Linked DNA regions of Mus musculus: regions 2, 3 and 4 are each linked to region 1. Evidence: chromatin contacts called from public HiChIP or PLAC-seq and promoter capture Hi-C data. All regions are on one chromosome and are shown on one strand. Each heading gives the region's core, a stretch centred on a gene start, on an enhancer-like site or on the middle of the called end of the contact. The rest is flanking DNA. Distances are from core to core; before and after follow the strand shown. Region 1 holds the start of Rabgap1l (RAB GTPase activating protein 1-like). Region 2 overlaps Rabgap1l (RAB GTPase activating protein 1-like). Region 3 holds the start of Prdx6 (peroxiredoxin 6). Region 4 has its middle 38 kb from the start of Tex50.

The links. Promoter capture Hi-C pulls out the DNA fragments that hold promoters and counts their contacts. HiChIP or PLAC-seq counts read pairs in DNA pulled down with a chosen protein or histone mark.
Region 2: a contact with region 1 is called in an H3K4me3 HiChIP or PLAC-seq map of bone marrow-derived macrophages, with 5 times the contacts expected there. The contact joins the enhancer-like site here to the promoter of Rabgap1l in region 1. A contact is called at or near these places in 17 of 39 promoter capture datasets (the 3T3-L1 cell line, 3T3-L1-derived adipocytes, the HPC-7 cell line and 10 more), 2 of 484 Hi-C or Micro-C datasets (embryonic fibroblasts and muscle stem cells), 10 of 115 datasets of contacts at active chromatin or transcription factors (the 230-238 cell line, CD8 T cells, astrocytes and 7 more) and 1 of 9 other capture datasets (embryonic stem cells).
Region 3: a promoter capture Hi-C map of erythroid cells shows a contact between it and region 1, with 5 times the contacts expected there. The contact joins the promoter of Prdx6 here to the promoter of Rabgap1l in region 1. A contact is called at or near these places in 13 of 39 promoter capture datasets (the 3T3-L1 cell line, 3T3-L1-derived adipocytes, the HPC-7 cell line and 8 more), 2 of 484 Hi-C or Micro-C datasets (the N1E-115 cell line and uterus), 3 of 115 datasets of contacts at active chromatin or transcription factors (T-cell acute lymphoblastic leukemia, large pre-B cells and memory CD8 T cells) and 1 of 9 other capture datasets (liver).
Region 4: a contact with region 1 is called in a promoter capture Hi-C map of the HPC-7 cell line, with 5 times the contacts expected there. The contact joins the enhancer-like site here to the promoter of Rabgap1l in region 1. A contact is called at or near these places in 17 of 39 promoter capture datasets (the 3T3-L1 cell line, 3T3-L1-derived adipocytes, the HPC-7 cell line and 11 more), 6 of 115 datasets of contacts at active chromatin or transcription factors (astrocytes, bone marrow-derived macrophages, embryonic stem cells and 2 more) and 1 of 9 other capture datasets (liver).

Annotation. Positions count from the first base shown.
Region 1 is chr1:160,791,086-160,796,534 of GRCm38.p6, forward strand. It overlaps Rabgap1l (RAB GTPase activating protein 1-like), which reads right to left and starts at 1,853. Exons shown (of 21, transcript NM_013862.5): 1 at 1,651-1,853. It overlaps Gm37083 (a long non-coding RNA gene), which reads left to right and starts at 810. Exons shown (of 3, transcript XR_003948752.1): 1 at 810-1,228.
Region 2 is chr1:160,404,493-160,410,656 of GRCm38.p6, forward strand. All of the region lies in intron 17 of Rabgap1l (RAB GTPase activating protein 1-like), which reads right to left. Among named protein-coding and RNA genes, the nearest start is that of Mir1927, 110 kb to the left of the region's middle. Within about 2 kb of position 4,184, at least 14 of the 459 cell types and tissues checked have an H3K27ac peak or open chromatin away from gene starts, as enhancers often do. A contact at or near this core is called in bone marrow-derived macrophages and second pharyngeal arch cranial neural crest, where this site is marked.
Region 3 is chr1:161,247,703-161,253,713 of GRCm38.p6, forward strand. It overlaps Prdx6 (peroxiredoxin 6), which reads right to left and starts at 3,508. Exons shown (of 5, transcript NM_007453.4): 1 at 3,320-3,508. The coding sequence starts at 3,414.
Region 4 is chr1:161,193,951-161,200,187 of GRCm38.p6, forward strand. It overlaps the pseudogene Gm6185. Among named protein-coding and RNA genes, the nearest start is that of Tex50, 38 kb to the left of the region's middle. Within about 2 kb of position 1,726, at least 271 of the 459 cell types and tissues checked have an H3K27ac peak or open chromatin away from gene starts, as enhancers often do. A contact at or near this core is called in the HPC-7 cell line, astrocytes, bone marrow-derived macrophages and 5 more, where this site is marked.

The DNA of each region.
Region 1 (5,449 bases), core at 603-3,102:
AAAGAAAACTGCCATAGGTCTACAGCCATACCTTTTGCACTTGTTTGTATATTTGCTATTTTCCTCAATAATATTGGAGCTTCCTACCTTATTTGCAGCTTCCCAGAGCACAAATTAAGCTTTCCAACATGCTCACAGATAAGCCCTGAACAATCACATCTATTTCTCCCCAGGTGGTTTAGTATATTAAGAGTACATCTTGAACTAATTTAATATGGTCATCAATCTAACTCAAAGTCTTAGCTAGCTTCCCAAGAAGTACATTTTGTAGTAACATATACTATATTAAATTCATCTAGCCTTTCTCCTTTCAACCTCAGTGTCAGTTTCATATAGAGAACACAACTAAGACAATGAATCACAGGCCAATTTCCCTTTCCAGGCAGCTTGTAAACTAGTATTTTCCACGAATAGAATCCACTTCCAATTTGACTACAAACTTCATGTCTGTACCTCCTGATCACGATTACTGGACATTCTACAGAAGTGCAGCGGCTGCCAAATGTAAACACTACTACAAGAAAAGTCTTAAGGTTTTCAGGAAATTGTGTTCTCTGAATTGTGACAGTCAACTATCTACCTCTTCTCATACACAAGAAAATTTAGATGCATTAAAATCATCTAAACTGTCCATTGGAAAAAAAAATGCATGCTTTGACATCTGTTTCCAAACAGCACTAAGCAGGTCAAGCAAGCCCTTACCATTAAAGGTTAGCGGTTCATTTAATTTGCATACCATCGGTTCTGAAAAAACGATCGCCTAAATTCGAGTCTTTTTCTGATATAACCAACTCTGAGAAGTCCAAAAAGAATATATAAGCACCTGAACGAAACTGTCTTGAGACCACAAATGAACTTCTCAGTTCAGCCTTCCTTGCTCCTGGCCACCTCCCCAATGGCCAGTGGCCCCTTTCCACATGCTGACGCACTGCCCAGCCCTGCACCGTTGGCGATCCGAGCAAAGTACCAGCTCGGTCTCAGAAACTTTGACTCAGTTATCAGGACACGGAGGACAACATGCGCGTGGGTGTGGATGAGTGTCTGTCGGGGCCCACGCGGTCAACTTTGAAGCGGGGCATTCCTGGCAGGTAGAGATCTGCCCAAAAAACAGCCTATCCCAGACAGCAAAACCACAAGCATCGCCAGCAGGAACGGAGCAAAGTGCGCGGGGCGGAGGAAAGGGAAGAGCGAGGGAAGGACACGGGATCCAACCGACGCTTTCAAGTGGGTAAGAAAATAAACCTGTCCACACGCCCCCCCGGACTCGGGGTTGCTGGGACTGCGAGCCCAGCAGCAGCCACATCCCGGCCACCGCCGGCGGGGGCGGCGGCAATGTCAGGAGGGCACACTTGGAGGCGGCGGCCGCCCAAGCCACCACCCGGCCCCAGGTGAGGGGCGCCAACCCCGCCTCCCGCCCGGCCGCCCCACCGCGACGAGCCAGCCACACGGAGAACCCGGGTGTCCCGGAGGCGGCCGACGGTGCTGAGCCCGCCGGATGCCTTCCGCCCCGCTCCAGCATCCCGGTCCCGGGCCGGGCCTCGCACCCCGACCCTCTCTGAACCAGCCGGGTCCACCTCAAAACCCCCCGGAGCGCGGCTCCCAGCCGTCAGGCCGCCCTCGAGCCCCCCTCGAAGGCCGCTTTCACCTCACCTCACGTCTCCGCGGCCGTGCCGGAACAACAACTCTGTCAGACGCCCGAGTCCCACCCGCCGCCCAGAGCTCTGCGGCCGGGCCCGTCCCGTTCACTCCGCCGCGGCCGAAGCCCAGGGAGGGCGGAGGGAACGGGGCGGAGGGAGCGGGCTGGGGAGGGGAGAGGACCGCACGGCAGGAAGAGGCGAGGGAGGGGGCGGACTGAGGAGGAGGCGGTCGGCGGGAGCGCGCGCGCCCGGCCCCTCGGCGCGGCGTGCGCGCTCCCGAGGGCGGAGGTGCCTTCTCTGCCTAAGTCGGCGGCGCGCGCGCGCGTCCACAGGCTCGCTTGACTCGGCTTGGCCCCCCCAACCCTGAAAGCGCGGAGTACAAACCTGAGCAGAGGGCAGAGGGCGAGCTAGGAGAGCGGAGGCACGCGAGGACCTCCTCCAGCACGCGTGCTGGTGCCTGGCAATCATCCCCAGCACTGACTGAGTTCTAAGTCCCTTTTGGGGAGATTCTTTCTTAACAAACCTGTTTTACATATTTCCATTCCGTGAGGCCAGTAAGTCACCTCGGAGGACTAACTTTTCCACCGGGACTCTTTGTCCTTTGAAGGTGCTTGGAGGCATCCCCCTTCATTGATTCTTCCAGACTCAGACTACATAGGAAAGCGCTAACCCAACGGTAAAGGCATCCCGGGTCTCACCTTTTAGCCTTTCAGAGAGTAGATTTTGGAGGACAGATAAACTAAAGTATTTACTTTCTGCCACAAATATTGTACTAATTTTTGAACTGTGAATTTTTTCCTTTCTAGATCAAGCAGCCAGAAAAGACCTGTACATTCCTTGAATCTCATAAGAACTTTTTTTCTCAGGTTTATGGCACAAATATGTGTACCCTTAATCTGTGAAATATTTTAGAGATTCTAGAGGGACCTGTTCACCCATTTCTGTGCCTTTCATGATGAATCCTACCTGGCTTATAGAAAGTATCCGTTCAGTAAATATTACTGTTTGAATTGAATGTGTCCAGAGATTGGACCTCTAGAGTAGCTTCTTGAGTTGAAAGTTCTCTTTTCTTATAACACTTCAATTGGTCTGTCATTATTGTCCACCCAGATCCAAAAGCTACCCTGTAACATTTGTCAAAGGACCTTCAAACCCAAGTTTCTTTTCTCCTTTTTCTTAATGTTAATGCCTACAGATGCTGTGTCATAGCAAAAGTGTTCCAACTCATTCGGGTTTCCCCTCCGTGTTAGGTCCTTCCCAGAAGGTATTTTTGTTAAGCTCTGTACCCTGAGTAGACCTCCTAACCAGAACCTGACTCAATGCTTTAAGTTTGATACCTAATAAAGTTAGGATCTAATTAACACAAATCATCTGTTGACTTCCACGTTTGCAGAGTCTCATTGTAAATATACGAGAAGTAGATACTGAGCCAGGCTCTATGAGAAAATCAGCACACGAAAAGGCCATACATAGCATTTGCCTTCAGGTATCTTCTAAACAAAGCGAAGTTATTTGACAAAGGGGACAATGAAGGCTAGGACTTAGCTCACTTTCTCCTGTTTACCAGGAGGCCAGGCCTAAGAAGGGTGTGACTTCACGTGAAAGCCGGACTTCTCACTTCAGTTAACCTAATCTAGATCACCCCTCACAGGCACGCCTGGACGCTTGTCTCCCAGATAATCCTATATCCTGTCAAACTGACAATATTAAACACTGAACACAGCCAGGCACATCTTGTGTGTGGAGGAGAATGAAAAGGAGTTTTTCCTCACACTAGCTGCTGAGATGGGTGGGTTTAGTTAACGAAGCCACCACCTCTACAGTGAAGGAAGCTGACCCGAAGGCGAAGCTGACACATTATGAAAGAGTTCAAAATAAGCCAGAAGTCATCCTCTAGATTTAGTCATTTCCCTGAGTCAAGATGTTTTCTTAGTTACTTAGGATTTTTAAAATGAATTTAGATTTTTATTATTTGCAGTCAAGTCTGAATTTTTCAATACATATTATGGAAGGAAGAATCATATGACTCTCCCACAGATATTGTTTTAATGACATGAATAGATTCTGTACTTGATAAAATTTTAGAAGGTCCTCATAGGGATTTGTCTACTACCCAGAACCCTTCCCAGACTGGGTTATTTATGTAATGTCTGAGAACTCATCACTGCACTTAAAAAATTAGTTTAAATTCTGTGCTTTATTTAAATCAGCTTGCCCTAATAAAAGCACCTAATGACTCTAATGGGTAACCATGTTTATATGCATTTAACATGTGAGGGGTTTTTTATATTTTTGTTTTGTCTTTTGTGTGTGTGTGTGTGTGCGTGTGTGTGTGTGTGTGTGTGTGTGTGTGTTATACTTAAGTATACATTAACCAAACCAAAAGAGGATGCTGAGTATCTTCTGCCATTCTCTATGCTATTCTCTTAAGACAGAGTCTCTCACTGAACCACAGCTCACCGGTTTGGCTAGGCTGTCAGCCAGCAGGCTCTAGCAGACTTCCTGTGTCCATTTCTAACCAGCACTGGGGTTGTAGGCATGCATGGCCACACCTGGTTATTTTTACATGGGTGTTGGGGATCTGAACTTAGGTCTCCATGTTTGCATAGCAAATGTTCTTACCCACACAACCACTCCCTGGCCACTATTATATTGGTTCAGAGTTGTTTTGTTGTTGTTGTTGTTGTTTGTCTGACACTGGAAAGATTAGAAAAATAACCCTGGTAACCTAGGTTGTGGTGGTGCATACCTTTAAGCACTTGGAGGCAGTGGCAGGTGAATCTCTGAGTTCAAGGCCAGTCTGGTCTACTGAGTTCCGGGACAGCCAGGGATACAAGAGAAAGCACACACATACACACACACACACACACACACACACACACACACACACAAAGGGAGGGAGGAAGGAAGAAAGACAGACAGACAGAAGAAAAGAGAAAGAAAAATGGAACTGGCTCCCTAAAGAAAGGAGAAACGAGAGGTAGCAAAACATACAGTGTAGGCAGGAAGACTTTTCTCCTTCCTTCTTATTTAAAGCTGAAAAAATCATTCTAAGCCTATACTAAAGTCATCCTTTCAGACAGAATAAGAACACACTCAACCAGCCAGGTATGGTGGCAAGAAGATCACAAGTTCACGACTAGCCTGGAATACAAAGTGAGTTCCAGGACACCTTGGGCTACAATGTGAGAATCTGTCTCAAGAAAGGAAGGAAGGAAAGAAGGGAGGGAAGAAGGGAGGGAGGGAGGTAAGGAGGGAGGGAGAAAAAGAAGATGAGAAGGAAGACAATGACCACCACTATCAATAATGATAACCACAACACGGTCAACAAGCAATATGTTTATGGAAATCAGAACATGTTCTCAATCATGAGAGAGGCAGGCAGTGTTAACGTTTCTTGAAGACTGACTTATTATTTTTATTACCCAATAAGAAGAAAGATGATAGCTACCAATACCTGATAGAAATGTCTGAAATTTATCTCACTATCAGACTGCTTTTCTTTGTCTGTGACAATGACCCTCCTTAGTGAATAACAAAAACACCTGGGAGGAAGGGGGCATGGGGGAGTCATGTCTACTTAGCTCCTAGGAGATGACCAACCTCTGAGATATTACAAAAAGATATTATGATCTTTTGTATCATAAAAATGTTTCAGTATATAAAAGTAGAGAAAACAGTATGATAAGTCCTATCCTGCCCAGACAACCAGAATATGCCGAATCTCCCCACCCCCATCCCACACATAAATTTCACTCACAAGCATTTCCTTGTCTAGCCCTAAAAGCTAAGGGATCTTTTATTGACATCAA
Region 2 (6,164 bases), core at 2,934-5,433, 380 kb before region 1:
CAATGATGTAAGACTGCATGCTCCCAATATCTATCTATCTATCTATCTATCTATCTATCTATCTATCTATCTATCTATCTATCTATCTATCTATCTATCTAACTATCTATCTATCTACCCATCCATCCACAAGTCAGGGATAGCTGAAATCTGTAGCCTCTGTCCCGTGAAGCATAATAATTACCTACTCCACTTTCAGAAGGCAAAACAAAAAAGACCTTATGGATATTTTCAATTGAGCAATATAATTAAAGGGGCAAACCATGAGTTCTGGTTCAATGAAGCATGGATAGTCATTTGCTAACTTCCTGATATAGTTTAGCACACTCACACTGATACCATAAACTGAGAGACAGAGACAGTTTCTTTTATAGAAACCCAGGAGAGAAAGCATCCATGGAAAAGGGGAGGATCATTAAGCCACTCATACTAAAAGAGCTTTTCCAAGAAATGCTGTTCTCACATCAAGAAATTATACTGGAAATCACAGGTCTGCCTTCCAGAGAGAGGAGGTGTTCCTTTTTTAAGAAAAGATGGAAGAATTAGTTCAGTTAATTAGTCTGAGCTCTATGAAACAACCTGGAAAGGAAAATATGACAGGAGTGGTATAGAACGAAGCACAAAGGCCTAATTAGTAAAGGATACCATAGAAACTAGACTATCCTGGTAGCTGGAAAATGTCTGTAACTGTGGGGAAAGGCACTAGAAGTCCTGTTCAATCCATTTCTATCTACACATAGTAAATTCAGCTTAATACTCCGCAGTTTGAGTCTGTCCGTCCCTAGGCCAAAGCTTCAGAGGGAACCTATTACAGTCCAGCTCTGCTGCCCGTTAGCTTGGTAAGTAAGTGCCTCAGCGTCTCTCTGTATAAGACTCCTAAGTACATAAACGAGGGACACTGGGGAAGAATGGCAGGAGGATTTGTCAAATGTTATATTTTTTGACTCCCATCCTGGAATAAGGAGTAAGGAAATCCAATATGGATGTGATCATCCCTCATATGTTTTAGTTCATTACATACCACTATGCAGGTTTTAACAGTGTAAAACTAGCTTCAGGAAACACTGGTCGTGTGTATGTCTGTGTGTCTGTGCACTTATGTTACTGGAGATGAACCCAGGGCCTTTTTTTATGCTAGATAAGAACTCTACCATGGAGCTATACCACCAGCCTCATTTATGCTTATCTTACTTTAGTTTCCTTATTTTATTTTATTTTATTGTATTTTTTTATTGAGACAGGTATTCTCTCTGTAGCCCTGGCTGCACCAGAAGTAATTTTGTATACCAGGCAGGCCTCGAACTCAGAGATCCTACTGCATCTGCCTCCCAGTGCTGGATTGAAGGTGTGCAACAACCACTGCCCAGCTCATTTCTGCATTTTTAATTAAGAAAAGTAAATTAAAGGAAGAAAAAGGTCCTCCCCACCTAACTTTAACATGTATGCCTACTTTTCCCAGATGTTCTACCAGAAAGGTTTTTATTCAATGCAGACTCACTCATCAATACATCTCAGGAGCTTTATTTTAAAGAATATATTGCATATTCAACTACTTATTATCTCTAATTTCCCAGTCTATGCAAGACATCATGTGTGTCTGTGTTAAATATGTGATGTATGTACACAGTATGCATGCACATGCATACATAGGTGCCTATGCTGTGCATGTATGTGCAGAAGTCAGAGGAGGAACCTGGTGTCCTACTCTGTAGCACTCTGCTTTATTCCTTTGAGATGAGGTCTCTTACTGAATCTGGACCTCTTCCTGTCTCCATGCCCCACATGCCAGGGTTAGAGATGTACACTGCCAAGGCCAGCTTTGTATATGAATGCTAAGATCAAAACTCAGGTGCTCCTACCTGTGCAGGAAGCACTCATGCCCTTTGAGCCATCTCTCCAGCCCCACCATCCCTTGACCCCTGCTGATAGGCCTTTGCCCTTGCCTCCTTGTTTCTGTTCTTGGAACTCCAGTCATTCCCCTACTACTGTATGGGGAGTAGTCTGAGTAGCCCCCCTTTAAAAAAATGCTGGATATGGTGGCATGCACCTCTAGTCCCAAGCATTCAAGTGGCCCGGCTGAAGCAGAAAGCTTGCTTGAACACAGACGTTCTGGGACATTACAGGCAATACAGCAAGTTGAGAAGAGAGGAGAGAGACAGGGACAGGAGAAAGAGAAAGGATGGGAGAGAAGATCAGATCAATATTTTTCTGCTCAAAGTCCTTTACCGTTTCTATTTTTAACTTACATTTTATAAGCTCATTACATCAGAATCTAAGGTTGACTTAATTTACTGTTCATGTATAGTTTATGTTCAAAAGAATGAATGAGCTGGGCTTGGTGGCGCACGCCTTTAATCCCAGCACTTGGGAGGCAGAGGCAGGCGGATTTCTGAGTTCGAGGCCAGCCTGGTCTACAGAGTGAGTTCCAGGACAGCCAGGGCTACACAGAGAAACCCTGTCTCAAAAAAACAAAAAAACAAAACAAAACAAAAAAAGAATGAATGAAAATATTAGAAGGGGATGGATGGAGGTGTTAGAGGTAACAGGAAGTGTCACAGGGATGCCCACTATTAGAAATAAGGGTCAGTCTTTGGAGAGACCAGTAAAGGTTTCTCTTTCTTTCTCTCTCTCCCTCTCCATGTCTCTCTCTGTCTGTCTCTCTCTCTGTGTCTCTCTCTGTGTCTCTGTGTCTCTGTCTCTGTCTCTCTCTCACTCTCTCTCTCTCTCTCTCTCTCTCTCTCTCTCACACACACACACACACACACACACACACACACACACACGAGTTGGGTGGGGTCTGGAACTGACAGATCAGTGGTAGCTTGAAAAAGGTTTAAGGAACAAACACAAAGGTTGAGATACAGTGCAGGGAGGAAAGAACTGTATGTGGGAGCAGAGCAGCCCTGCTGAGAGATGAGGAGAAGGGGCATCTGCACCCTCTTACAGCCAGGAAGGCTGCAAGGCATGCCCATGAGGGACCAGCTTGTGAAGTAGGGCTTCCAATGCTCACTGGCTCCCTGTGCCCTCACTACTTTCCGTACACGGTCCCAGTTTATACTCATTCTAGAGCTTAACTGGGCAATGTCACAGATATTTCCTTCAGAAGTAAATCTTATTCATTTCTTGTCTTTATCCCTCTTGGGAAAGAAAGGTAGTTTTTAGTTGGGCTAAGGAACCCACCTTCCTATCTCTGAATCCATTTCTCATCTCCTTTTAACTATAGGACTTAAACTCTCCATACTTTAGGTTCCTCATAAGCTGCACAGACCTAACATGGCCACTGTTAGGAACACATGGGTAGCTATATGCAAAGCATGCAGAACACTGTCTGACAAACAGGTAAGCACAAATGTCCTAGGAATTATTGTGTTAATGTTACCAAATTAAATTCAGAATTCTTCTGTGGAATTTCACCTATCCAATGGTCCATGGACTCTGCTATGTATTTTGAAGAGAGTTGATCTGTGTATTTCTTCTTTAACCTTTTGAGAACACTTAGTCTCTTTTCCCAGCTAAACAATATGACCAGGTCAGTAATTTAGTCTTAAGAAACTCAAAAACTTAGGACCAGGTACAAACTATCACAGTTTGTAAAGTGTTGTCCTAGCATACCCAGGCCAGTTTCAATATGATGAGGCATGCATTACTAATATTTTGGAGGCAGAGTAGGAAGGGCAAAGTTGTCAGCCATTCTCAGCTATGTGGTGAGTTTGATGCCAATCTGGGCTACAGGAGACCTTGTTTGAATAAACAAAGAAGCTTGAGTCACTAGAAAATTGGAGGTAGCTAGCATTTTAGAAGAACAGATCAAAGAATAAAACATTGAAAAATAGACAGAGTTAAGAGTTTATAGCTTTTCCTTCCAGAAAATGATAGAAGCTGATGAGTTTACTCCTTGGTATTTATTCCTTCATTTCTAGTTAGTAATAGAAATGATTTCCATGATCTACTTGCACTATGGTTTTCCATCACTAGGTGTCTAATTGTCCTAAGCTAGACAGGATCATGGGACAAGTTTGAGCCCAACTAGAAGAAACAGATAATGATAACAAACAGAGTTTGAGAAAAACAGCCAGACACCCAAATGCTGCCCAGTTTCCATGCTTCCAGCTCCACTGTGTGTAGTGGCCTCACATCTAATGTTCCAATTCCTTTTTCTAGAATATAAATTTACTTCCTTTTGTTCTGGTCTCAGGAAATGAAAAACATCTGGTCGCAATCTTTCACACTATTCAGGACGCTTAGATCGTACCCTTGTCACTTGTTGAGTTAAACATTTCTAACTCCTTTAACCTGCCCTCATACACACTGATTATAAATTGTTTCTTGATCACATGTGAATTCTCCTCAAGAGCATTATAATCTCCTAACGGTGAATAAATAAACACATTTTAATTAGGGGGAATTTTGTAGTTTAAGTGTACATTGTATAGGCTGTTACTAAAGAACTTTGTGCTGCCTACTTCTGCTTTAAGCTTCACATAAGCTATGGTTCTTATAATACTGAATCTGGGAAACAAATATAAACAGAAATAAAATCTGTAGTAAATTGTGACTATTTCCAATGAAATACGTGGACATTACAGGGCTGGGGTTTCCAGTGCTTAAAGAACAATAATTGGATCTTGCCCATCATTTTCTTAGCAATGTTGCTGGAGATTAACAGTTACCAAGAGAAAAATGCTACTGTGCACATCAATGCTGGTAGTGAAGTCTAGAAGTCACTGTGGAATGCAGTTTCAATGGCTGTACAGGATGGGATGCCTGAAGCAGAAAGCCGGGACCATCCAGATGTATTGGTTGTTGCTTGCTTCCTCAGAAGCCTTGCTGAGAGAACTCTCTTGTGCTGTGTGAGTTTGTAACTTACATAATAACCACATCAGAGTAAACTTCCCTATTCCCTCCTGCTTTTTATTTTTCTGAAATTGACTTGGCTATCTTGGAACCCATTTTCATTGATCCATCTGCCTCTGCCTCCCAAATGCTGGGACTAGAAATGTGGACCACCACACTTAACTAAAATTAATAAATCATGGTGTTTCTGAAATAATGCAAAAAGAAAATTCATAGAAAATAGTTTCACTAGAATAATATCTGTGAAAGGGAAGATCTGTGCTAGGCATGTGACAGTGCTAACCCACTTGATTCTTACAACACTGCTTTTCTTCTTGTTGTTGTACTTAATTTTTAAATATTATTTTATTTTATGTGAGTGGATATTTCACCTGCATGTATGCCTGTATATCATGTGTGTGCCAAAGAGGTTATTGAATCCCCTGTGTCTGGAGTTACAGATATATGTGAATGCTGGGTATCGCACTGAGGCCCTCTGGAGTTACAGATATATGTGAATGCTGGGTATCGCACTGAGGCCCTCTGGAGTTACAGATATATGTGAATGCTGGGTATCGCACTGAGGCTCTCTGGAGTTACAGATATATGTGAATGCTGGGTATCACACTGAGGCCCTCTGGAGTTACAGATATATGTGAATGCTGGGTATCGCACTGAGGCCCTCTGGAGGGATAGTTGGGGCTCTTACAGTGGACTCTCTCCAGCCTATGACCTATGTTTTAAACATTCTTTTCTTACATAAAAGGAATGAGAGGGACTGAGAAACCAAGTGATTTTTCAGGAGGCTATGGCTGCTAAGAAGCAACTGGAAGAAAAGGCACCTGTGAACACACACACACAGACACACATACACACAGACACACACACACAGACACACACACACAGACACACAGACACACATACACACACACAGACACACACACAGACACACACACACACAGACACACATACACACACAGACACACACACAGACACACACACAGATACACACAAACACACACAGACACACATACACACACACAGACACACACACAGACACACACACACACACACAGACACACACACAGATACACACAAACACACACAGACACACATACACACACAGACACACACACAAACACACACACACAGACACACACACAGACATACACACACACACAGACACACAGACACACACAGACACACATACACACACACAGACACACACACACACACACATACACACACACACACAGACACACACACACACACACACACAGACACCGACAAGCCAAGGACAAGTTAAACATATATCAACTGATTACTTACTC
Region 3 (6,011 bases), core at 2,258-4,757, 460 kb after region 1:
AACTCAGATCAGCCTCTGCCTCCCAGAGTGCTTGAGACTAAAGGTATGGACCACCACACCCAGCCACACACTGTGACTCCTTTTCAGTCAATAAAATTTGTGCTATTCAAGTCAAGCACCCTATTGAAATACTCCTTAAGCTGTTTGTGTTTTTTTTTCTAGCACAGTCCTTGAAATTCATCACCTACTAAGCCCCAAATTCAAACAGATGCCTGATTACAATAATAAACAGATTATGTAACCCGGAGCAGAGAGAGTCTAGCCTCAGGCTTGTAGGTAACTAAAAGTCAGCTTGGCACTTGGCTTTCTGGAAGCAGGCAGATAGAAAATCTTTCATAAAGCCACTCGACTGACCTAACCTGTAAAACAAGGCGCTCATATTTGCACCACGACAAAATACGTCTTAAGAGTTGCAGTTTCTGACTTTAGACCAAGCAGGTAGAAAATACAGATACCCTACAATGTACACTCCCCCCACATCTACTTAGTACTTAGGTGAAGATTACAATTGAATCCATATCTAAGGTTAATACTGTACAGATTTTGCGGATGATTCAAACTGAGTTCCCAAGGAACTTCCAGAGTACAACTCCTTCTCCTTGGCAACAGCTCTTTCGAGCTCAAAGGAAAACTCGGCACGAAGTCCTCTACAATGCCACTGCTGGAGCTGGGCAGGGCCAAGGTCCCAAACTAGAAGATTACTCAATCTGGCCTAGATGCAGGGCATCCGGGCAAACCTTGCTGAACACGAAGAACACAGCAGACAAAGCTACTGCCTTCCACCTAACCTGCCACTCAACTCAAGGTGGCAAGGCCTAAAAGAATGGGAGGCCCTGAGGCAATGCTTGAAGATTGTGGAGATGAGTGATGGCTAGGGTTTTTTTGTTTTTGTTTTTTTTTTTAATACGGGGCAGGAAGAGCAACACACATCTTTAATCTAGCTGCCATATTTAGGCCTTAGGTTCTATGGAAAAGGACCAATGGTGGTCAGATGAGACTTAAGAGAAAGGCTCCGTAAGTTGCAGGGAAAAAAAGGAACAGCATTTCTTTATGTACTGTTCTAGGAGTGATGAATTAGAATTTTATTTTACTTTTTTAATTGCGAGGCAATGAGTTTTGCCGAGTCATGCTGCTGAACTGTATTTCCGCCCCTTCACACACACCAGCGGATCGGACCTCAGGGTATTCCAAGAATGCCTGGGCTCCCTACCCTTTGGAGAAATTCAATGGCATTATGCCATTTCCTTCCTCATTTTCAAAAGACAAAAGGTTTCCTCCCTCTAACAGAATCGTCTCTCCTACCAGAAAACCTGTGGCACAGGTGTTTTGATCAGTGAGGAACCCTGGGATATATAAGATGCTCTTCCACATCCACAGACCATACAAACCTACTCAAACCCACTCAAACCCACACGGCTCCCCAAACCTTCAGCTGTTTCTAATTATCAGGGGGTTAAGTAATGCTTAAAGTTCATTTTCCTTTTCTCCTCCAAAGGATCTTTGAGTCTGTCAGGGGCAAACTGACTTGCGATCATCTACAGAACAGAGTTTGGAAACACTAGTCAAATCCCTTGTATTAGAAATGACACACAGGGTGGAAAAGTCCTTCTCGGTTATTGCAGGCGTATCATGACTTATGTTTGTTCATAAATTTACCTCATCTTAAGATGCCACTTCATCTGCTTATTTAGTTGCTATTTAGGGACAAAGCCTCACTAAGTTGGCTTGGCCTTGAAGTTAGGATCTTCCCAACTGTCTCCTCAGCAGCTGGAATAAAACAGTTGCATCCAGATCTAGATCAATAAACAATCCCTAAGATTCCCGCCCCCGACTCTATAGTGTGGCTATCTTCACAGCACACGCGCTTTAGATTCATATTTATCTCTCATCCTTACAGATGAAGCGCTCCAGCAAGCCCTCACATTTCCTGGGGGTGTGGGCTGCAGACAGGAATGGGAAGGAACACTGTGTAAATCGTTGGCAGTCTTGGATAAATATTAACACTAGATTTTGAGTGATGAGTCTGGCTGGCATGCTTATTTTTAGACTTTTCTCCTGCAAGGCCTGAGGGTTCCATTTGCTACTTCTTCTAGTCTACCTTTCTCTTTTAAAAGCTCTGCTTCCCCTTAGTCAGGAGGAGCCAAACTCACCTCAGGAAAGATTCTCTAATGCTTCCTTTCCTGCCTGGTCACGGAGTAGTTTCATAAACTGCTCTGTCCTCACGTACATACATACATACATACATACATACATACATACATACATACATACTAGATACGAAAAGGACACAGACAGACCCAAGAGTTTGTTTATTCAGTGTCATTGGGCACTGAAACTCCAGAACCACAACATAGCCTGACGCGTATGCAAAAAGCGGACTGAAACTAAGCATCTTACAATGTGTGCATTCAGGAGCTGTAAAACTAAGACAAAATCGGTGCATACCTAGCCACTGTGGCCACCACTGTTGTTATCAGCAGCAAGGCCAGGCGCTGATGCAAAGCAGAGGGGGAGGGGACCACTGGGAAACAAAAGAGTCTCCAAGTGGGGAGGCACACGTGTCCTAGCCTTGGAATGGCCTAGAGTGGCAAAATGGTCGCAGCCTTTCCCTCAAAGCATTGCTTCTTCTAGAATCACGGTCACGCCTACAGAGTGTTTCTGGGTGCTCCCAAAGCTGTTACATATAATCTTATTTTTGACCTCTGAAGGAGGCTCTGGACAAAAAGTCTTTTGGCTACTTACTTGGCACCGTAGTTTTGTTTTGTTTTTTAATTCAGAAGTCCGCAAACACTCCCCGAAGTTAAGAGGAACCCAGATAACGTCGGGACAGCCCTTAATTTGTGGCTGTGTGCTCTAACTTTGACCTTAGGCACCCACCTTCCGCAAGGTACAACTTCTAGAGCGGCAGGAGGGCGGGCAGTGCGACCCTGGGCAAGCGTCCCGGGAAATGACCTCAAACACCGAGCAACCCTGCCCCACCTCCCCTGGGCTTTCAGATCGACCCCGACACAAACCCAACACTGTTTACAAAACCAGGTTAAACAGACAACAAACCGTCCTCGGCAAGGACCTCCTTTCCCATGCCAGGCCAGCCACGCTGGGTCAGGGAAGGATCCGCTGATCGGCGTAGGGCCGGGCAGAGGTCGCAGGTCCCCAGCAATGCCCGGTGATGCTCGGCAGGACCCCGGCGGCGGGCACGTGCGGGAACCGGTGAGGGGCTAAGCCAGAGACCCGCCGCGGCCGAGCGCAACCCGGAAAGAAGCGAGGCAGGTAGCTCTGGGGACCCGTCACCTGGCAGGGCAACGCGGTGGCCACTTACGAATCTCCCAGGAAATCGTGGAAGCGGATGCGGCCGATGGTGGTATTGGCCTCAAAGTTGGGGGCTTCGTCCCCGAGAAGCAACCCTCCGGGCATGGCGGCAGTGGTGACGCTGAGAACAAGGAGGCGCAGCCGCAGCAGTGAGCAGCGGGCGGGCTCCTGCGGAGACCTAGATCAGTGCTGGCCGAGTGGGCGGGGCTGGGGCGGGGCTGGGGCGGGGTGGGGCGACCGCGAGTCTGGCGGCTGCGGTTCTTCACGTGGAGCTTGCAGGCAAGGGAGATTCTGGAGCTAAAGAAGGCCACGTGCAATAGGAAGGAAGCGCAAGACCGAGAATTGCGGGGACTTGTAGATCTGGCGGCTCTGCAAAGATGCTCTAGGAGAAGGCGGAATTAGCGCAAATCCTCTGACATTCTCACCCCTGTTGGACTTACAATTTAGAGGTCTTGGGGTATAGCCCTCTTTTACTATGAGCATCTAGTAGTTGGCTGAATGACTGACTACTCAGCCAACCTGGGTTTCAGAAGTTTTTCAGGATGTGGCAAGAACCAGACTTGTGACGTGGGCTAAGTCAGAGGAAGTGGCTTTCTTATTGCAGCAAACATTCTGTACCAATGTCAATAAGAGGGCAATGGAAAGAACCGTTTTTTTTTTTTTTTAAATTTTGCCTCCCCATTCCTGGAGTTCCTTATAAAATGCTCAACACATTATTCCTAAAGTTTAAATATAGGTTTCACAACAGGCTTCTTGAGATCGAGTGTATGCAAGTGAATTCCCACCTGAAGAAATGGGACATTTTGATCCACTGACTTCCTATTTCCTAAGCACAAAGTGGAGAAAGATGCCTGCCCTTATTAGAGACAGATGGCAGACATTCTGCACAGAAACCAGAATCTGTTAGAAGCTCAGCCTGGTGATCGCAAACCAGAAACCCCAACTACTCTGGAGAAAGGAGAAGGACTGTAAATTCTGAGCTACAGAGGAAGTTCAAGGCCAACCTGGGGAACTTAGAGTCTGTCTCAAAATAAAGGGGAATGAGGAAGCAGGTGTGCGGCAGGATGCTTGACTGGAGTGTGGGAGGCCCTAGGTCCAATCGCCAGCGCTAAGGTGTGGTGGAGGACAATGTATTAGAAAGCCCCGAGTCCTAGCTGGAGAAACTAAAGCGAGTTTATGTAAGTTAAGTGAGGCTACCTGGAGGTCAGCTTCAGATTGTGTGGCCCAGCCTGGGGAAGCCTGCAGGACAGTAGACTACTTAGAACATGGCAGGTGCTCTCAGAGTGGTAGCTATTATTAGATGACACAATTCACGCAGTAACTCTCACTTTCCTTATTGCTAGCTAGACACCGTGCGAGGCCTGATGTGAGACATAGTCCCAGCTCTTACAGGAAAAGTGCAGTTATGATATCATGTAAGGTGATATGGACAGGGGAGCTGTGAGTGTTTGTTGTTCGGTGTGAGGAATCCTCTGGAACAGACTCAACGGATTTAAAGGAAAGCGTGTGGCGGTGCTGAGTGCAGCGACCCACTGTACCCTGCGTTTTCATCATGGTGATAAGCCCTGTCTTTGTGTCTGCATGCATACTGGTCTTGCCTGCTTCACAGAGATTACTGCCATGCGTTTTAAAGTTAAGGTAACTTAATCTCTAGCTTGACTCCACCCTTCTGTTTTGAAAGCACGTATCTTCACTTTATTTATTATGTATTTTCACAGTAGGGAAGCAGGGTAGCTTGACCTTAAGGAACTATAAGCAGTGTTGCAAAGATGGGCTAAAAATCAGATACACCACAATAAAGAGACTGGATGCAGACTCAAAGTGGCTGATCTCTATCAAAGGCATAATTACATAGCCACCACTTTAAACTAAGCGAGTATAGTAAGATAAACACCTATTCCAATCTATAGTGCCAGAAGTAGCCTGCTGGTGGTGATTTAGTAACCGTGCTCTAGCCTTGGCAAAAGTTGGAATTCTTTAAAGGTAGAGATTAACATGTCTGTTTGCTTGATTGTTTTTCAAGACAGGATTTCTTTGTGTATCACTGGCTGTTCTGGAATATGATCTGTAAACCGGGCTGGTCTCCAGCTCACAGAGATCTGCCTCCCTGTGTGATCAAAGGTGTGCGCCACTGCCCAGTTGAGATTAACATTTTTGACAACACAGTTTATTTCACAAGACACTTAAATTTCTGTCTTCTGAGAAGTCCACAGATCTAGCATCAGAAGGCTATAGGCCCACTTGGAAACAGTGGTTACAAAATAGCCTTTTCTTTTCATGACTTTTTCTTTTCCTTTATTACTGTTTCTTCATTCTGTTCCTCATATTGTGAACATGAACAATGAAGACGATTTTATTCAAGGCAAAAGCCTGGTATAGTATATGTCCCTGTGAAAGCAAAGAACATTCTCATGTATTTAGTATGTGAATAAAGTTACAAGGCCACTGTGTTTGACCCTTGTAGGTAAGTGAGTTTGACCTTGCCTTATATGTAAGGAACCAGGACACTACAGGAGGACAGTGAAGACCATTTTCTCAAGGACCAGTGAGAAGCACAGTGGGAAAGGGAGGGGCTCGCTGTGGGATAGGCCAGAACATGGGAAGGAAACAGGCTAAGAGAACCCTTTGCTATGAAGGACTGAAGGCTCTGCCGTCAGGAGGAAGTGCTTTCAAACAACCTAATGGCTGGAGAGAACACCATG
Region 4 (6,237 bases), core at 476-2,975, 400 kb after region 1:
AAAAAGAAAAGAAGGAAAAGAAATAATTAAAAAGACCCATCTCTTGTCCCTCAGCATGCATACACACATAGACCAATTGCATCATCCGGCCCAGGTTATCCCTCTAGCTGGGATCAGCATGTATCTCAGTTGGTGGATGCTAAGAGTTGTGCGTGGTCTTAGATCTGAGGGTGAAGGCAAACAACTAATGCATATTGGTAAAACAATCCTAGGGGGACAACAGCCAGATTTGTGTGGCTAATGGTGCCTGGGATGCGGAATACATTCCCCTGACAGGTTTCTAGATGTCTCGTTAGTAGCTAGAGAAGAATGGCAGGAATCAGCACAGCGTGAAGGGGAGACATGAGCCCTGGGGACACATTTGTGGTAGCTGCAAGAGGGGGTGGGGAGGACCAAAAGCATAAGGAAGTGTTGGTGGAAATCAGGTAGATAATTTTAAAATGGCTTATTAGCACGCATTAACCATGTAACGGGCTTAGTTATGCTTTCATGATGTGTTTCAATCGTATCCACTCCTGTTAGTCTCTCCTGTCTCTTTCCCCACACTCCTTGTTCCTCTCTGCAGCCAGCCCTCCTGTCTAATGTCTTTCTGTGTGTGACCTAAGGAGTTTCATTGGGATTGTTTACCAGCGTGTAAGTGGGGGCTCACTTACATCCCTGGGGAAGTCTACATTAAGTAGATTTATCAGACTCTCACAGGGCACTCTGCCTGAGGAAGAACAGGCCCCCTGTTTACAAACCAGAGTGCAGTCAGTAAAAAAACAAAACAACACAGACAAACAAGCCAAAACCCAGATGGTTAACTCACGTTTTTCTTTCTCCCCTTTCTCTCCTTTCTTTTATGTTTAGAGTTACACATAATCATCGGACTCAGCTTTGATGTTTTTGGAAGCACCATATGTGGCTATTGGTGTACGAGAGTCATCCAGATTATATTGACCGACCTCTTTAGCAACACACTGACGAACGTTGTTCTCTGTTTCTCACTGGTGTACATGACGTTTTACCTTGGTAAGGCAAACAAACACAAGAACTGCCATCCTACTAGAGAGCCTGGGAGTCCTGGTTTGCCCTGCTCCTTTCCCCTGCTTCATGTCTTCCTCCTGTCTGTTACCACCCCCCACCCACCCACTTGTGTTTTGTCACATCACCTCTCTGTCAGATCTAGTTCTCTCCTGGCCTCTCATTGTAACCTCATGTCTTTGCGCTCCTATGTCTGGGTACTCTTAGCCCTTTGAGCTCTATTCTCTAACCCTACAGTAAGTCCATGGCAGTGCCCTAGAAGCGGAATCGTCATGGAGTTGTTTCTGTCTGGACTCTTGAGCTGCTCACCCCATAAAATGGGAAAAGTTGGCGGAGAAGTTCCCGAGGGCTTTCCAAGCTCGTCATCCTTCACTCACTAGACTAAAAGGTCCTTTCAAATAGCGATCTTTTCTTGAATCTAGAAGGTGGGAAACGAGAGTGGGGAGATCAAGAGTGCTTGTGTCAGGAAGAGAAGCTGGGGCATCGGGTAAGTTGCAGGAGTAACTGTACCCAGCCCCAGTGGGCCTTCCGTTAGTTCAGTTTTGTAAAATTGGGACTTGAGGTGTTTCAGCTCCCAGGAACCATATTAACTATGACCAAACTGCTTTTGCTCCCCTCATACACTGGAGCAACTTTAACCAATGAAGATCTCAGCCGTCTCTTACACCTCTAGCTAAGGAAAGGCAGTTTTCTTTTTCCTGTAGATATATCGCCACCTAGTGGTTGCTTACTGCCCTGAGCCAGTCAAACTAGCGAAAACATTCACGGAATGCTCGTTTCCTTCAGCTTTATTTCTTTGCTCCTTTGTGAAAGTTTTGTGGATGCCTTACTTCAGTTTTTCCACCTCCCTACCAGACTGTGAGCCTCTTGAATATGAGTGGCGCTCATAGTCAGCTCTTCACTCGATTAGTTTTTCCTCCTTTCAGCCAAGCTTAGAGTTGGTCAAATGCCCGACAGTAATTTAATACGTGCTGATCGAATGAACCAACATTCCTTCTCAATGTGTTTTTGAGTAGACAGAATCCAGATATACTCCGTCAATCAGCAACGTTGGGAAATACTTAGCCTCTTTAAGCTTGTCTCTTCTATACAATCGGTCTAACAATACTCCATTTGTGTAAGGCACTGCATGCATTAATGAAGCTTGCTATGCTTGTGAGCTGCGGCTACCCTAGGGACTGGCAAGAGCTCCTTGTGTACACAGCTCCTCCCACCTCCTTCTGAGTGACAGTTGTTCCTGGAGGGGGGCGGGGCGTGTCTCTCTCCCCAATCCCAGACACTTGTTTTTGAGCCTTTGCCAGCTCCCTACTGTGTTCAAGACAGGGTGGCTCATAAATGCTGGTTCATTTCTTCTTCCTAATAGGAATGGAGGTGTTTGCAGCCAATATTTGGTGTCCCCTTAGACAGATTAAATGGATGATAGCCAAGGGCAGAGTGCCAGGACCGGGTCGCAGAAGGCGTTTCAGCCTCCCTTTCACGTTAGAGGATTCCCAGCCCAGACACACACGTTTTCGAGTTGGGATGGGACTCTCACATAATTAACAATACAAGTTCCTTATTTTCATTTATCAATATAACCAAAAATGTTCCGTCACTTTGGCTCAAGTCATTGAAACACAGACATGGGGCTGGCGAGATGGCTCAGTGGTTAAGAGCACCGACTGCTCTTCTGAAGGTCCCGAGTTCAAATCCCAACAACCACATGGTGGCTCACAACCATCCGTAATGAAATCTGATGCCCTCTTCTGGAGTATCTGAAGACAGCTACAGTGTACTTACATATAATAAATAAATAAATAAATCTTAAAAAAAAAAAGAAATGGAAATTGGTAGTCAGTAACTTTATAAAAAATCAATTTCTTGAATGTGTTCAGAAATATATTTGAAGTCATGCTAAGAACTGATGCAGTTAATTACAAGAATAAGCTTTATTTAAAAAAAAGAAACACAAACATTTGATAAAAATGTGTTTAAAACTCAGCAAGAATATATATGATAATAAATAAATCAAGATCATATACATATGTGTATATATATATATATATATATATATGTATATCAGACAAAAATAAGAACTAGCATGTACTCAAAGAAACTGGAAATAAGAGTTTGACAGTTGTCCCCTATCAAAACATTTGCAGAACTGTTAGCTTTACTCAACTTGATTGTTGAAGTTAAATTCGTTAGGAAAGTGCATATATATATATATATATATATATATATGTATGTATATGTATATGTATGTATATATATATCCAAAGTGAAGTTAAGTGAATAGATAAATGAAAAGAATTTTGATAAGTGGTAGACCAGTGGATTAAAATCAGTACTGTAGTAGTCACAACAGTGGTTAATACTGGAATCACAAGAGTGGCCATCCATTGCCATGCACATATGCCAAGGAACATATCATCTAAGTTAATGCTTGCAATAAGGATGTGAGGTGCTATTCACCCCACTTAACACCTGCTTTGCAGACGTGGGGACATTAATGGAGAAAGGGGAGGTCACATCCCATAAGCATCGTGCTGTGCCCTGTTTGAAAGCTCTTCCACTGCTTGCTTGGATGTTCTTTCTCTTCCTTTCTGTCTACTGTCACCCTGGGCTCCTTGGAGACTCTGTAGCCCGGCACCTTTAGTATTTTTGTGTTCTAACATTCTCCCTAGACTATGTTTCAACATTTAGAGCCCAGTGAATTGCCAATTTAGTCGGGGAGAGAAGGGCAAATGCTCCAGGAAGCAGCAACGCCTGGCCCATGCAGCACAAAGTCCCAAGGTGCTGAGCGGAGATTACGTCATTTCTTTTCCCACTCGCCCTAGCCTCAGTGATGATGCAGGATTGGCAAACTGGGTCAAATCTGCTCTGAGCTAAAAAAAGCTTTATGAAAAGAGCAGAATCAAAGAATAATATCTCATGGAGATGAAGATTATTTGAAGTCTAAAGTCTGTAGTATTTTATTGGCTAGCCAACCGTCTGCATGTTACCTCCGGCTTCTTGCAGCATCATAGCTGAGGAAGGTCCCATGGCTCACAAAGGCTGGGTGTTTATTCTATTGCCCATCTCCGAAGAAGCACTGCTATTCCCTGAGCTACAGCATTAGCCAATCCCTTGAAGCAACTTTCTAAATAAGAAACGCTGCTTTCACCTTTCCTACTGATTTTTTCCTCAGGGCGAATCAGTGTATAGATTTAATCACATTTAAATTTATTTCACTTTCTTCTCTCCCCAGTGGAATATTTCGGAATGTCAGGCATTGTTGCTTTGGTCACGGTAGGCCTGAATTTGGATTCTTTAAGCTTTAAACCGAGGATGGAGTTCATCATTACTAAGTGAGTTTCCTGATATGCATTCAGTATAGATTTCAGAGAATTTTAGTACTTGGCTGGTCTTGTCTTTGATGAGGCTAATAAAATTCTATTTATTTACATATTTCTATCTTTAACGTTTCAATGTGCCATCAGTGATCAGCATTATTGATGTTGTCATTATGAAGAAAGTGGTTTAGAGACAATAGTGCCTTCTCTACGTCACTCCGATAGACTTATTCTATGAATTGTTGGGTTTTTTTTTCCCCTTCACATCCACACTTGTGTGACACCATCGTAATGTGTGAAGGAAGGAGGTCAGAGCGAGATGCATCACCAGCAAAACTCTTACCTACCCTTCCCACCTGGTGTTGGGGGTAGGGGTAGGTGTGGGTGTAGGTGTTGGAGTGGGGTTGGGGTAGGGGTAGGTGTGGGTGTGGGGTTGGGGGTTAGGGTGGGTGTGGGTGTTGGAGTTGGGGTGGGGGTAGGTGTGGGTGTTGGAGTGGGATTGGATGTGGGTGTGGGTGTTGGAGTGGGGTTGGGGGTTGAGGTGAGGGTGGGGGGTGGATCAGTGTCTTCTCAGACCAATGGATTAGGCCTCCTCTCAGAAACCATGCAAAATCACAGACACTAAGTCGAAATCTGCCAAAGAAATTCTCATCTCAAATGAAAGCAGATGTGGACAATAAGCCTTCACTCTGACTTTTCCCATGGAAAGTTGTTCAGTGTAAAGGCCGTTCTGAAATAATTGTTTTAAGTGTTTAACTTATCCTGTAAAGAATAAATACCTGTGATGGAGGATGGCACCTTTTTTTTTTTTTTTTTTTTTTTTTTTTTTTTTTTGGTTTTGCAAGATGAAACAAACTTGGCACCAATAACTTTTGCTCCTTTGTTCCTTTGATGTGTTTGTGAATGAAGCTCGGGACTAACTGGTTCATAAGGCTTACAGATTAGTGTAGCGACTGCACTTGGTTGTTGGTAGCGCTGCCTTTCAGTAATTACTCATTACTTACTGTAATTAGTCATTCCACTTGTTTGGTCTTTTTTTAAAGATCTATTTGTTTATTTAATGTGTATGAGTACACTATAGCTGTCTTCACACACACCAGAAGAGGGCATCAGATCCCATTACAGATGGTTGTGAGCCACCATGTGGTTGCTGGGAATCGAACTCAGGACCTCCGGAAGAACAGTCAGTGCTCTTGACCGCTGAGCCCTCCAGCCCTTGTTTGCTTTTTCACTTATGCCACTATCTTTTCCTGCCTGCTATGTCCTGACTGTTGAATTTGAAGCTGGTGGCAATTCGAATAAGATATTTCCAAGCCAAAACCAAAACCAAAACCAAAACCCAATAACAACATAACCCAAAAGCATGCTATTGTTAAATGGTATACCTGCTTATATTACAAATAAACAAACAAACAAACAAACAACTTAATAGGCATTCTAAACTTATGTATTTTTGGATCCTACTATTTGCAAAGGGATTGTTGGACCCTATGGAGATATTTTAAAAATCCTTCAATTCCTCAGTTATTCTATGACAGCTGAGAGGTAAGAGTTGGGACCTCAGGGCCTCCACTCCTATCTTTCTTCATAGGAGCTCTGAGTGGCTTGAATCCGGAAATAGAAATAACTTGGAGAGTCACACCATGTGCTGATTATATCAGATAATGCTTTATCACAGCTAGAACAGGGCTTCGTAATGCTCCTTCCCTAGTGTAGATCTTGAGAGCCATTTTTGAGGAGACAGGCTTTGGGGCTGAACAGCTTACTTCACCAGTTTAAAGGGGAAGTCCTAAGCAAGGGAATCGAGAGGAGGCGGGGCTTGAGATCTGTCTGTTGATGAAGGATCTAGCTCCTCCTACTCAAGCCAGCATGGAGAGCATCATAGATTTTTCCCAGAAGC